Regions from separate parts of the Mus musculus genome. Here region 1 is linked to region 2. The links are chromatin contacts, called in public HiChIP or PLAC-seq maps. All regions are on one chromosome and are shown on one strand. The core of a region is the stretch at or near the end of the contact, and the rest is flanking DNA. Distances in the headings are between cores, read along the strand shown.

Region 1 (2,902 bases), core at 58-2,557, 160 kb before region 2:
GGAGGCCCTCTGGCTCATCTCTGTCCCTCATGTGAGAAGCTGCAGGCGTTTGGGCATGAGGACAGTGTACCCTTGGCCTGGAAGTGGAAATGACCCCACAAATAACAAGTCACAGACAGAGCCCTAGATGGAGTTCTTGGGAGAGGCAGAGCAGGGACCTTTCAGAATTCCTTTTCTATTCTTTTTTTGTTTCTTGGATTTCTTTGTTTTTGTTTTGGCTTTGGATTTTTGGGGACAGGGTCTCACTACTTAGCTCCAGCTTCCTGAAATTCACTATGTAGACCAGGGTGGCCTCGAACACACAAAGTCTACCTGAGCCACCTTCAACAGCTACGAGTTTCTGTCACTTTCTACTACCAAGGTACTGACTCCAATGTCCCCAGGACTTTCTTTTCTAATTCTCTATTACTCTTTTTAAAAAAGAATTATTTAATTAATGTGCATGAGTACACTATAGCTGTCTTCAGACAGACCAGAAGAGAGCATTGGCTCCCATTACAGGTGGTTGTAAGGCACCATGTGGTTGCTGGGAATTGAACTCAGGACCTCTGGAGGAGGAATCAGTGCTCTTAACAACTGAACAACCTCTTCAGCCCCTCTCGGTCACTATTGAGGATCTGAACTGCTCTAAAAATCCACAGGGACTGGATCCCACTTTCTTGCCACTTTAAGGTACTTTGTGATACTCAGCCCAGCTTATGAGGTTGCCATTGTCCTGTGTGAGAGTGAAACCGAGGCCCAGCACATGTGACAAGGACTTCCAACATTTCTCCTTACCATTTGGCATTTCTGACCTTTTACAAACCTTTTCAGTTGAATAGCCACATTCTTAGATACATTAAATCCCTTCCTTTTGTTCCCTAGCCTCTTCAGCACCACCCCCACCCCCTTTATGAAGGAGCTAGGTTCTTGGCTAATTTGCATGTTTGTTTTAAAAGACAATAAGGAGTAGCAGGAAGAAGAAGAGGAAGATTAACATAAGAAAAGCCTGAAGTGAATACCAGCTTTCACAGCCAACAGAATTACCGCTCAGACAGACGTCCTGGTCTCTTGCAAAAAAACACCTGCCCCAGGTTAACAGCAGGTCTTACTTCAGGTACAAAACAGAACCTCCAAAGTTGCTGAAGGAGTGAAAGTATGCTGGAAAAAAGCATTCGAAGCTCCCAGCCTCATTAAGCTGGGAAAGGAGAGACCAAAGAGGTCTTTTGGCCTGAGGCAAATAATTGCAGTCAAAGATTCCTGCATCTTTTCTAGAGGTCCTGGGCCTTCAGTCAGTTTGACTAAAGCACTGAAGAGCCCCTCACCCTCTCGTGTAAGCAAGGCTGGGAGAAGGTGGTCAGAGGAAGACAGCCCAAGCCTGCTGGGTGCAGCAACTTCAGATACTATGGAAGGCCCAATGTCCTGAGACCATCCAATCCGACAGCTGAGCCTTCTCCCCGCAGGGTTTTAGCAGTCAGTCCTAGCAGTCCCGTGGTTTCAGCTGAGGCAATCGACAAATATGGCATTTTATGTGTATTGTTTAGGTATATAAGACAACTAAATATACAGAATATTAGTCCTGAAGCACGGCCACGCCATCAAAGGAGCCACACTTTCTTTTCTGGGAAATTCAATACCAGTGTACCTAACTGGTACACATGTGTGTCAAGAGACAGGAAAGCATGTGAAAATGAATGTGCATGAAACCAAAGCTCAGGTCAGTGAGAGGAGCTTCAAACTGCTGAGACCAGCTCCTGTGGCCCCAAACTTGATTATGGAAAGGGTGACATTCAAGTCTTGTTGCTTCTTTTTTCTTTCTTTGTTTGTTTTGTTTTTCGAGACAGGGTTTCTCTGTGTAGCTCTGGCTGTCCTGGAACTCACTTTGTAGACCAGGCTGGCCTCGAACTCAGAAATCCACCTGCCTCTGCCTCCTGAGTGCTGGGATTAAAGGCGTGCGCCACCACGCCTGCCATCTTGTTGCTTATTTATTATATGTAAGTACACTGTAGCTGTCTTCAGACACCCCAGAATAGGGCATCAGATCTCATTACAGATGGATGTGAGCCATCATGTGGTTGCTGGGATTTGAACTCATGACCTTCAGAAGAGCAGTCGGCACTCTTAACCGCTGAGCCATCTGTCTAGCCCCTTGTTGCTTTTAATGCAGAAGCTACATTCTATCTTTGAAGGCTCTATGGTTTGGCTGGGTTATTTATCTCTTTAAACTATAGATAATAAACTATAGTTTATTTCATGAAACTATAATGAGACCCAGAGATCAATATATGTTTAAAAAAAACCCAGCAGAATTAAAAACAAAACAAAATTACTACTACTGGGTCATGTAATATTGCCCTAGTCAGCCTGGAACTCCTGGGCTCAAGGAGCCTTCCTGCCCCAGTGTCCTGTGCAGCTGAGACTTCAGGTGCCTGCCCAGCAATGTTGGACAAGCTCCCTTCCCCCACCCCCATTTTTTTCTTCAAGACAGGATCTCTCTATGTAGTCCTTGGCTGACTGTCCTGGAACTCACTCTATAGATCAGTCTGTCCTTGAACTCACAGAGGTCCTCTTGCCTCTGCCTCCTAAGTGCTGGAATTAAAATCGTGTGCCCCTCCCCCACACGTGAGTGCTTGGGGAACAATTCTCTCTTTTCTCCTTGGTTTTCTCAGATATATTACCTTGAACTAATGATGATTCTCCTGCCTCAGCTTCCCAAGTGCTGGAACTATAGAAGTGTGCTATCATATCCCATCCAACAGACAACTTTAACATGCAGCCAAGGTGTGTGTGTATATATATATACATATATATGTGTGTGTATATATATATCCTATTGGCACAGATAATCTCAGAAACCCTTATTTAGCCCTTAAGTGCTGTGATTTAAATAATTGAAAACTTAAATACAAATAATAAGACAATC
Region 2 (2,991 bases), core at 182-2,681:
GGGTCAGTTTGAACTAAAAGTTTGTGCCTGAAAATTAGTCTATACAGCTTACTTACAACTCTAGAATAATCAAAATATTCATCAAGAATCAACTAGGGCATACTACCTTTAGTCCTAGCAGCTGAGAAGCAGAAGCCGGTAGATGTGTAAGTTAGGGCCATGTTGGTCTGCAGTGATTTCCAGGACAGCCAAGGTTACACAGTGAGACCCTGTCTTAAAAAAATAAATACAGGGCTGAAGAGATGGCTCAGAGGTTAAGAGCACTGACTGCTCTTCCAGAGGTGCAGAGTTCAATTCCTAGCAACCACATGGTAGCTCACAACCATCTGTAACGGGGATCCAATGCCCTCTTCTGGTATGTCTGAAGACAGCGACAGTGTACTCACATACATGAAATAAATAAATAAATCTTAAAAAAAAATCACCATCCCTTAGATCACAAGAACAAGATACAATGCCTTTAAACTCAAGTGCTCACAAGCATCCCTGGCTGTCTCTCAGCAACATGTCTAGAGAAGGAGTCTTTAGGGGAGGCTGCCATGTTGGAATTCTGGAGGGGCCATCAGAGAGCAGGTCAGCCACTCAAAGCAAGTGATCAGAGAGTTAATCAGGAGAGATAGTAGCTCTGAAAGTGCTTATTAACCCACGCCTTTCAGCACAGTGTCTCCACCACCCTGCCCGCCTCTAACCAAACAAAACACTATAGAGCCAGCTTTTGTTCCAGGAGGAGGTTGACAGCGACTTGCCCGGGATGGGTTTTTTATTTGTTTGTCTGTTATTCAAATAACTTTTCTCCGGGCAGAAACTGAAAGGGAAAAATGTCAGAAGTATGTGATTAATGATTTTTTAAAATGGAGGAACCCTGCGTTGAATTGTAAAGCAGGGATTGAAAAGGCCCCCATCTCATTAAATAGAAGATTTTCCTATGCAAGTTTGATATGAATTCTTTCAAAACGAGTTGCACTAGAAAATCCAAATTAAATGGCAGGGCTTCTGTCTAAATATCCAGGAAGGCTAGGTAGGCTGTTCTGGAACACACTCAAATCATTGGCATCTAGAATATTGAGTCCGCTGAGTGGCGGTTAGATAGTCACTGTGGTAATTAGGATGAAGCTTCCAACACTTTCCCAAGTCCCATGCTCGCCGAGGAAAAGGTAAACTCACAGGAACAGGGGAAGATTTGAAAGAAAGAAAACTTAAAACTTTTTAAAGCCAGAAGCTGAAAACAACCCCTGTAAATAAACAGCAAAGAGAACTCTTGTTAGCCCAGGCAGTCAGAGCACCAAGGAGCTTGCCTAGGAGCAGCCGTGGATTTAATAAAAAAGGATTTTGGTCAAAGGGCCAAAATGCAGGCAAGCTTCTACTGCTTAAGAGATGTAGGTAAGACTTTTCACTATGGTTGGAGGAGGAGGCAGGGGACAAACCGGGGGAGATAAAATGCTACTTTACACAACAATGTAGACAGTATTTAGGCCACATGCAAATTCCTCCACAGAGCTTTCAAATGGAATGCAATTTACTACTCCGGATAGCTAATTAATAAAACAGTCTAAAAAGAATGCACGTTAATCACCCTCCGCCTCCTGGGCCATTTCAACCTTGTTCTTTACATTTTGCTGTTAAACAAAATCTCAGACTTTGTTGCAATAGTCAAGGTTTTCACTACCGTTACCAGAGGCAAGCTGGTAGTTGTTCAAACTCACCTTTAAAAAGCCAAGCTGGGAAGGCTAAGATTACTTTTGGAAGTTTGCTCTGTGATGCAGAGAAATCTCAACTGTGGACATGGAGCCAGGTCCTACCTTCAAGTTACTCCAAAGTTGCAATCGTGGAAGCAATCTTTAAAAATCTCATTCTGCTTTGCTGATCCTGTTGGGCGGTGGGGATTTAAGCCATGCCTTGCTGTGAATCATGGAATTAAAGAGCAGATGAGGTTTTTATCTTCCACTTGGTTTTTGACTTTGTCTCCCCCTAAGCGTGTCTGAGCCAGATAATTTTTGTTTTTCTGCTGATAACATTAGAAGTCTGAGCTGGATTAATTCCTTTGGGACAACCTGTTAATAATCTCCAGGAAATAATCCAAACTGTCCTGCAAGCAGTGTACCCATGGTCACCTGACTTGTCTCCCACCCCCACCCCTACCCCCAACTTGAAACTAACTGGAGGGAGGGCAGGAATCAGCTTGGTTCAGTTTTAGTATGTTTGAATCTAAGTCCAAACTTAGAATTATCTAGGTCCATGTTTCAGGAGATTGAGACTTTAAGGTGTCAAAAGACGCTTTGAGAGATGACCACGTGGTGGGAGAGCCTCAGTGAACTTGGGTCCAGCACCCAGCATCCTTTCTGGAACGCCACATTTCAGCCACACCGTGTTTCCTGAATGGTCAGCAGAAGTTGACTTTATGGGGAGCCCCTGAAAGGCTGAGTGAGCAGACCTAGAAATGGCAGGTCTCACTTGGGCCTGAGGCCCCAAGGGACCTGTGCTTGTGCCGGGGTAAATGACAGTACTGAGCAACTTTGGAAAAGCAGTTCATCTTCCAAAGTGTCACTTGCTGAAGGATCCAGAAGAATGTGACGTCACCCTTCCATGTCCTTTCCCTTCCCGACTCTACAAACTGTAAACTTTCCATCCGAAGAAAGAGCGGAAGGGTGGCTTGTACCACCTCACAGGCCTGGCTGAGGCAGGGTGGGCGTCCTCCCTCCCTCTTCAGCCAATACTGTATCTTTCCCGGTTCACTTGCTTTTCTTAAAGCGACGCCAAGTTTGTATACTGGGAGGAAAAAAAAAAGAAGAAGAAGAAGAAGAATCTAAAGAAAAGCCAAGGAAGTGGTGTCATTAGCAAATGCAAATATGCTAATACAGATAAAAATATAATCCACCAAGTCCAACTTGTCATATGCAAAATTATTTTAATGACATATTTGAAAAGTGTCAGTGTGTTCCGCTGCCAAGAAGGCAATACATTTAAGGCAAGCTTACAAAGTATATGAAATCA

The links. HiChIP or PLAC-seq counts read pairs in DNA pulled down with a chosen protein or histone mark.
Region 1: a contact with region 2 is called in an H3K27ac HiChIP or PLAC-seq map of embryonic stem cells, with 35 read pairs. The contact joins two enhancer-like sites. A contact is called at or near these places in 1 of 15 datasets of contacts at CTCF or cohesin (embryonic stem cells), 15 of 484 Hi-C or Micro-C datasets (differentiating embryonic stem cells, embryonic stem cells and stem cell-derived epiblast-like cells), 19 of 115 datasets of contacts at active chromatin or transcription factors (embryonic hindbrain, embryonic midbrain, embryonic stem cells and 3 more) and 1 of 9 other capture datasets (pancreatic islet).

Annotation. Positions count from the first base shown.
Region 1 is chr14:122,414,571-122,417,472 of GRCm38.p6, reverse strand. All of the region lies in intron 1 of Gm5089 (predicted gene 5089), which reads left to right. Among named protein-coding and RNA genes, the nearest start is that of Gm25464, 28 kb to the right of the region's middle. Within about 2 kb of position 1,307, at least 21 of the 459 cell types and tissues checked have an H3K27ac peak or open chromatin away from gene starts, as enhancers often do. A contact at or near this core is called in embryonic stem cells, epiblast stem cells and stem cell-derived epiblast-like cells, where this site is marked.
Region 2 is chr14:122,256,966-122,259,956 of GRCm38.p6, reverse strand. All of the region lies in intron 1 of Clybl (citrate lyase beta like), which reads right to left. Among named protein-coding and RNA genes, the nearest start is that of 1700108J01Rik, 25 kb to the right of the region's middle. Within about 2 kb of position 1,431, at least 11 of the 459 cell types and tissues checked have an H3K27ac peak or open chromatin away from gene starts, as enhancers often do. A contact at or near this core is called in embryonic stem cells, epiblast stem cells and stem cell-derived epiblast-like cells, where this site is marked.